Linked DNA regions of Mus musculus: region 1 is linked to region 2. The links are chromatin contacts, called in public HiChIP or PLAC-seq maps. All regions are on one chromosome and are shown on one strand. The core of a region is the stretch at or near the end of the contact, and the rest is flanking DNA. Distances in the headings are between cores, read along the strand shown. Region 1 overlaps Etl4 (enhancer trap locus 4). Region 2 overlaps Etl4 (enhancer trap locus 4).

What was found. HiChIP or PLAC-seq counts read pairs in DNA pulled down with a chosen protein or histone mark.
Region 1: a contact with region 2 is called in an HNF4G HiChIP or PLAC-seq map of pancreatic cancer cells. The contact joins two enhancer-like sites. A contact is called at or near these places in 1 of 115 datasets of contacts at active chromatin or transcription factors (pancreatic cancer cells) and 1 of 9 other capture datasets (embryonic stem cells).

The regions. Positions count from the first base shown.
Region 1 is chr2:20,752,156-20,754,855 of GRCm38.p6, reverse strand. All of the region lies in intron 7 of Etl4 (enhancer trap locus 4), which reads right to left. Among named protein-coding and RNA genes, the nearest start is that of Arhgap21, 210 kb to the left of the region's middle. Within about 2 kb of position 1,370, at least 51 of the 459 cell types and tissues checked have an H3K27ac peak or open chromatin away from gene starts, as enhancers often do. A contact at or near this core is called in embryonic stem cells and pancreatic cancer cells, where this site is marked.
Region 2 is chr2:20,444,406-20,447,105 of GRCm38.p6, reverse strand. All of the region lies in intron 2 of Etl4 (enhancer trap locus 4), which reads right to left. Among named protein-coding and RNA genes, the nearest start is that of Gm17171, 110 kb to the right of the region's middle. Within about 2 kb of position 1,390, at least 35 of the 459 cell types and tissues checked have an H3K27ac peak or open chromatin away from gene starts, as enhancers often do. A contact at or near this core is called in embryonic stem cells and pancreatic cancer cells, where this site is marked.

The sequences.
Region 1 (2,700 bases), core at 121-2,620, 310 kb before region 2:
TTCACGCCCTGTTTCTACGGTATGAGAGGAAACACTCCCTAATTAACTAAAGATGCTGTTAAGGGATGAAGTCAACAGAACACCAGAATCCAGGTCCTCTTGCTATGCTTGAAGCCTTGCAAGTAACTAATCTATTCATTTTCCATTTCTGCTCAAAGTTACCCTACTGGGGACAAGTTAAGCAACTAAGACACCATCCTGAAAGCACCATGCAGGTGCAACCACAAATGCAGTCTTCAAAGCAGGTAAGTCCCTGCTAAGTTGAGACCCAGGGGCCAGCACACATGCAGTGGAGATCATGGCTGAGGATGCCAAAGGTCTGCCAGCATTTGGATCTTCAATGTCTCCCAAAGGCTGGTGTGGTAAAGGATTCATTCCTAGTCTGTGGTAGGACTGGGGGAGTGCGAGCTTTAGGAAGTGGGTGAGTATGCTCTTGACAGGAATACGTGACCTTGGCTCATTTTGCCTTGCTTTGCTTCCTGGCTGCCATAAATTACAAAGACGTCTTCTGATACATACGTCACTTTGATAAAAGTACAGCTCAGGCTCAAGGTGACAGGGTTAAGTGAACATGTACTGGAATCTCTGAACCCATGATCCATGGGCCCTTCCCCTTAGCCTTAGATATTTTGTTACAAAGATAGCAAAGACACACACATCTCAAGTCTCAATACTGAGAGGTCACAGAGTCAAAAGACTCTGCCATTGTTAACAGAGATGCCCTTGGTCTCCTAGAAAGATCATGTCTAAAATCCAGCAGAAATTGGGATCCTAGAGTTGCAGTTAGGAGGAACTTATTTGGCACTCATAATTCTTCCCATTCTGGTTCAGTGATCCTGACTGAAAGGGGAAAAGAAGGGTGTGCCAAGTTCAGGCAAGTGGATCAAAGCTCAGACACACCCAGGCCAGGGCTCCTAAGGTGTACTGAAGCCCAATGAGGCTCTTCCCAGCACAGTAAATGCAGTCGGGAAACACTCCCAGCAGTTAATCTCCTTCACAGTTTACTTTCTGTGAGCAGACTGTACTAGTTGGGACCTGAAAATAGCCCCAAGTCAAGTGACGAGACTTAGTTGTTTTCTGGATCTGGGTGGCAGCATAACGTGATAGCTTTCTGATTTTATATCGAAGAGACTTTTCTTGATTACCGGACTTTCTGAGTCACAAAATGGGGTCTGTACTTATTTCCTTAGCACTGCACAGAACCCATGATGGGTGATCCCTTAATGTTACAGCAGACACTGAATATCAGCAAAGGAAGGGTTCTTAGGAAACATCACTAGTTTGACTGCAGAATACAGGGACTATGGCTTTCTGGCTATGGTGACACACAGCCCAGGGTAAAGCGTTTCATTTCCTGTTGGCTCTGCCAGGCGGTGACTCTAGCTACCACACCCCAGAATGAGCCAACACAAAATCAATTTTGAAGTTTCTTTCTCTTCCCTGAGGGTGCACTTCAATATTCACGCTCTGAAATGGCATTTCTTTTTTCTTTTGTTAAGTACAGGTACAAACTGGTAGAAATAGTTGTTCACTCCTGCTACAGATTATTATTTATCTGCAACTGACAGCACTATGGGGAAAGGCCCTCGGGTGCCTGAGAAAACAAGGTCCCCCATGCCAGCCTTTTCTGGAGTGGGTGGGTGAGTGGAGGAACATCCTCATAGGAGTCAGCCTTTTCTTTGACAGGATTTCCCATCATTGTCTGCATTGTTGTTAACTCCTGATCTTCGTGCCTCAGCCTCCTGAGCTTCTGGGAATTACACGTGTGTCTCCTGTGCCTGGCTCCTACCTACTTAATCTATAAAATTCTAGCATGAAGGCCAGAGAAATAAAATGACTCAAAGCTGGGTTGTGGTAGTGGTAGCACACGGCTTTAATCTCAGCACTCAGGAGGCAGTGGTAGGCAAAACTCTTGAGATTTTAGTCAGCACTCCACACCATACCATACGATACCATACCAAACCAATCCAAAAAGAACGACTCAGATAAAGAAGGAAGACATTTCTTATCTGATACCGCCCTAATGTTCTTACTGCCTGTCACCTTTCTAGTGGCTCGTGGGTGATAGAGGAAGTAGGGCCCTATTACCTTTATTACAAACAGCATAGAGGCAGCATCATGTCGAGACCCCAGTTTATTCAAATGGCTCCAGTTATCACATTCTGGACTGTCTCTCCTTTTTATTTTCTGTAAAGTCAGGCTTCAGGACAAGTGGCCTCCAAACCCCTTTTGTCTCTGAGGGTGGACAAGGAGGGCATGACTTCTTTCACAGCAGTACAGTAAGTAATATTAGTTTTTGTTTTTTTTTTTAAATAAAAAAGACCTACCACTTTTGGAAAGCAGGAATTGATGCTTACAGTTAGCTGTTATTTTGAATCACATCATTCATGAAAACTAAGGCCTAGAGTTTAAATAAGGATAAATGTCACCCACTTGACCATCAATTGGAGAGACAATGAATCCTAACCCAGCTAAGACATGGTGTGGGCATCACGAGAGCCTGAGTTACATAGACGAGCCTTGTTTTCAGGCCCAGGGCAATCACACTGATTTCTACAGCTTCCTGGAGGCTGGATCTGTCCCTAAGCCTTGATTCTTCTCTTTGGAGAGGTTCTGCTTGGGAACCAAAAAGAGTTGTCTGAATGTTAAATTGCTTGGGGCGACTCCATTTTCCTTGAGCCAGACTCAAGGCTTCTGATT
Region 2 (2,700 bases), core at 141-2,640:
CCAAACCTGCCTCATTTTAGTGAAGACTTTTATAAGTCAGATTTTCTTTACAGAGTGAAAAAGGGCAACTTCTGAGTTTTTGACTAACGACCAAATGCTTGGAGAGGTGTTTAGCAAGATACAATCTTTTTAACAGAGGTGCCACTTTATTGCCTTTTTCTGCTATATGACCATGGGACAAGCATGTCCTTGAAAGAAGGCTCCCAGTAGAATCCCACCAGGATGGCACCCTGGTCTTGGATTTCAAAGCCTCCAGAATCCTAGAACAAGAGAAATAAACTTCTATTGTTTATAAGCAATAAATACAAATAAATAAAAAGAAGTATGTCCAGGGGTTATTTGCTTAGCCCCCTGTACAGTACATCTTCCCTAACTGAACACTTGCAAGTGTGACAAGCAATCACACACCTTACTGCGAGCAACACTTCTGTCTACTTTTATTTTGTTGCACCACTATCTTTAATTGATAAGTACTTTCTTGCTGCTGTGGCTGTTGAGATAGGCTGACCTCTAGCTTGCAATTAGCACGGACTGACCTTGAAAACATGGTTTTCTTGTCTCCACCTTCCAAGTGCTAGGATTGAATACATGTATCTTCAGCAGAAGAGAGATGTGTTAATACCGTGATAACTGTTGTCACCAAATCTACTAATAGAATTCATCCAGGCAGATGTCGGTGACTGCCTATAGGGGGCACTCTTAAATGACTGGGTCAGTATTTGAACTGAGGTCAACTACATTCCAAAGTGTTGACTTTAATGGCTTATACAAAGATAACAAGAAACCACAGGCATTTTTCTAGCAAGGCTAATTTTATCTGGTGATAAATATGTTAAAACACTGTATTATAATAAATAATGAAACACAAATTTGCTTTTATGGAAATCAAATGTTTCTTTTTTCATAATGACCGCCAGACTAACTCTTATAAAACAGGTAATCCCTTAATTTCACAACTTAAGCATCTCACTACAGCTAGCACTCAGTGCCTAGATGTGTTTGTGAGCAGGGCAAGTCACAATGAATAGGACTCAGATGAACACACCACATTGTGCTTGACCAAGCTGCTCACACGTGTAACTCTGAACTTTGTTCATGCAACTGCTACAGATGGGTTGGAGTCTAAGATGCAGGAGGTGCAGACACAGGCTCTTAGATTCAGCGCACGTGAAACCAGGCTTGTATTCCTTCTCTGTGCAACTTCAAATAGCGCAATCTAAAACTTCAATCTCAGGCTACATCAAATTCCAAAGTATTCTTTGATCTCTAATGAAAAATCAAACAACATGATAATCATTAACTAAAATAAGTCCCCTACTTACAAACCCTTTGTGTTTGCTGCTCGGTCTAGGATTGGGACAAGAAGCAGGATGTATAAACTGCAAAGAATCTGAGCAAGGAAAGAGAGAGGTGGAGCTGACAGAGACAGCAGAAACGCTGAGGTCCTGGCACCCTAAAGGGCTGGCTAGAACTTACGGAGGAAGGAAGCACGAAGCACCTAAAAATAGAAGCGCTGTAGGAAACTGTCCACAAGATACTGGATTAGCTATTGTGTTCCAAATCCTGCCATTCCAACTGCCATTTATAAAAAGGCATTGTTTTTAAAATTCACCACGTCCTTCCTATCTGTTCACCAAGGACGCCGGTTTCACATCCAGCTCTGGTTGACGGTCCTCCACCAGCCTTTTTTCTTTTCTACTATAAAAAGGCGTTCTTGGATTGCTTACACTTACACATTAAGTTCATAACTGTTGCTGTTCTCTTTGCAGCCAACCGTGGAAGCATGGGGGAGGTGATGCGGCTTTTAAATATTAAAAGGCACATCCTAGTCTGGCAAGATTCTGGCTCAGCAAGTAAAGGTCCTGGCTGCCAAACCCAGTGACCGGAGCTTGATCCCCAATACCCACAGGGTAGAAGGAGAGAGTTGACTTCTACAAAGCTCTCCCCAACTCCCTCATGCATGTGGGATATTTGTTTGCCTTCACATATACACATGTGCACACACAGTATAAAGAAATGCAGTAAAATATTTTTAAAACTAAAACGAAAGGTACATCCTTTGACGCTTAGTGGGACTCACCCATACTAACTGTTTCTTAGTATTTTTTGCTTTACAAAAAAGTTAAGCAAATACTTTCTTGCTCAGTTTTTCCAATATTAATATTTCTAACATTAATCCATGATTGGAAAAATGAAAATAAAGCTTTGAAAATTGAACCTCTTGCATTGGAAAAAAAAACCGCTTCAAAATTGGAGTGGATGATTATAAACAGAAATCCTTTGACAACACATTTAATTCGATTTATCCTTTTTACTATGGCACTCTTTTTATTGTCACATTTTTATCTAGATTATAAGGATTTTAAATCCTATTCCACAGCTAATGAACATGCATTTAGTTTTCATAACATCATGTCAACATTAAGTTGGCTAAGAGTAGCTTGGCTGGGGAAAGGCCTGCCTGACCAGAACTCCTTCCAAAGAGACCAGCAGTTCTCTGAGTTAGCTGTTTGGCAATACGGGACCATGTTATCCTGGAAAGAGTCATTTTGTCAGGAGTCAGCACCGGCCTACAGGTTGTGTTGTCAGCACAGGAAGAGAACAGGCTTGTCAACAAGGTGGTCCTTCTCAGACGTGATGGCCGCCTGGTTCTTAATGAGACTGAATCTGGGACACTCTGGGAAGGCTAGCTGATTAGTA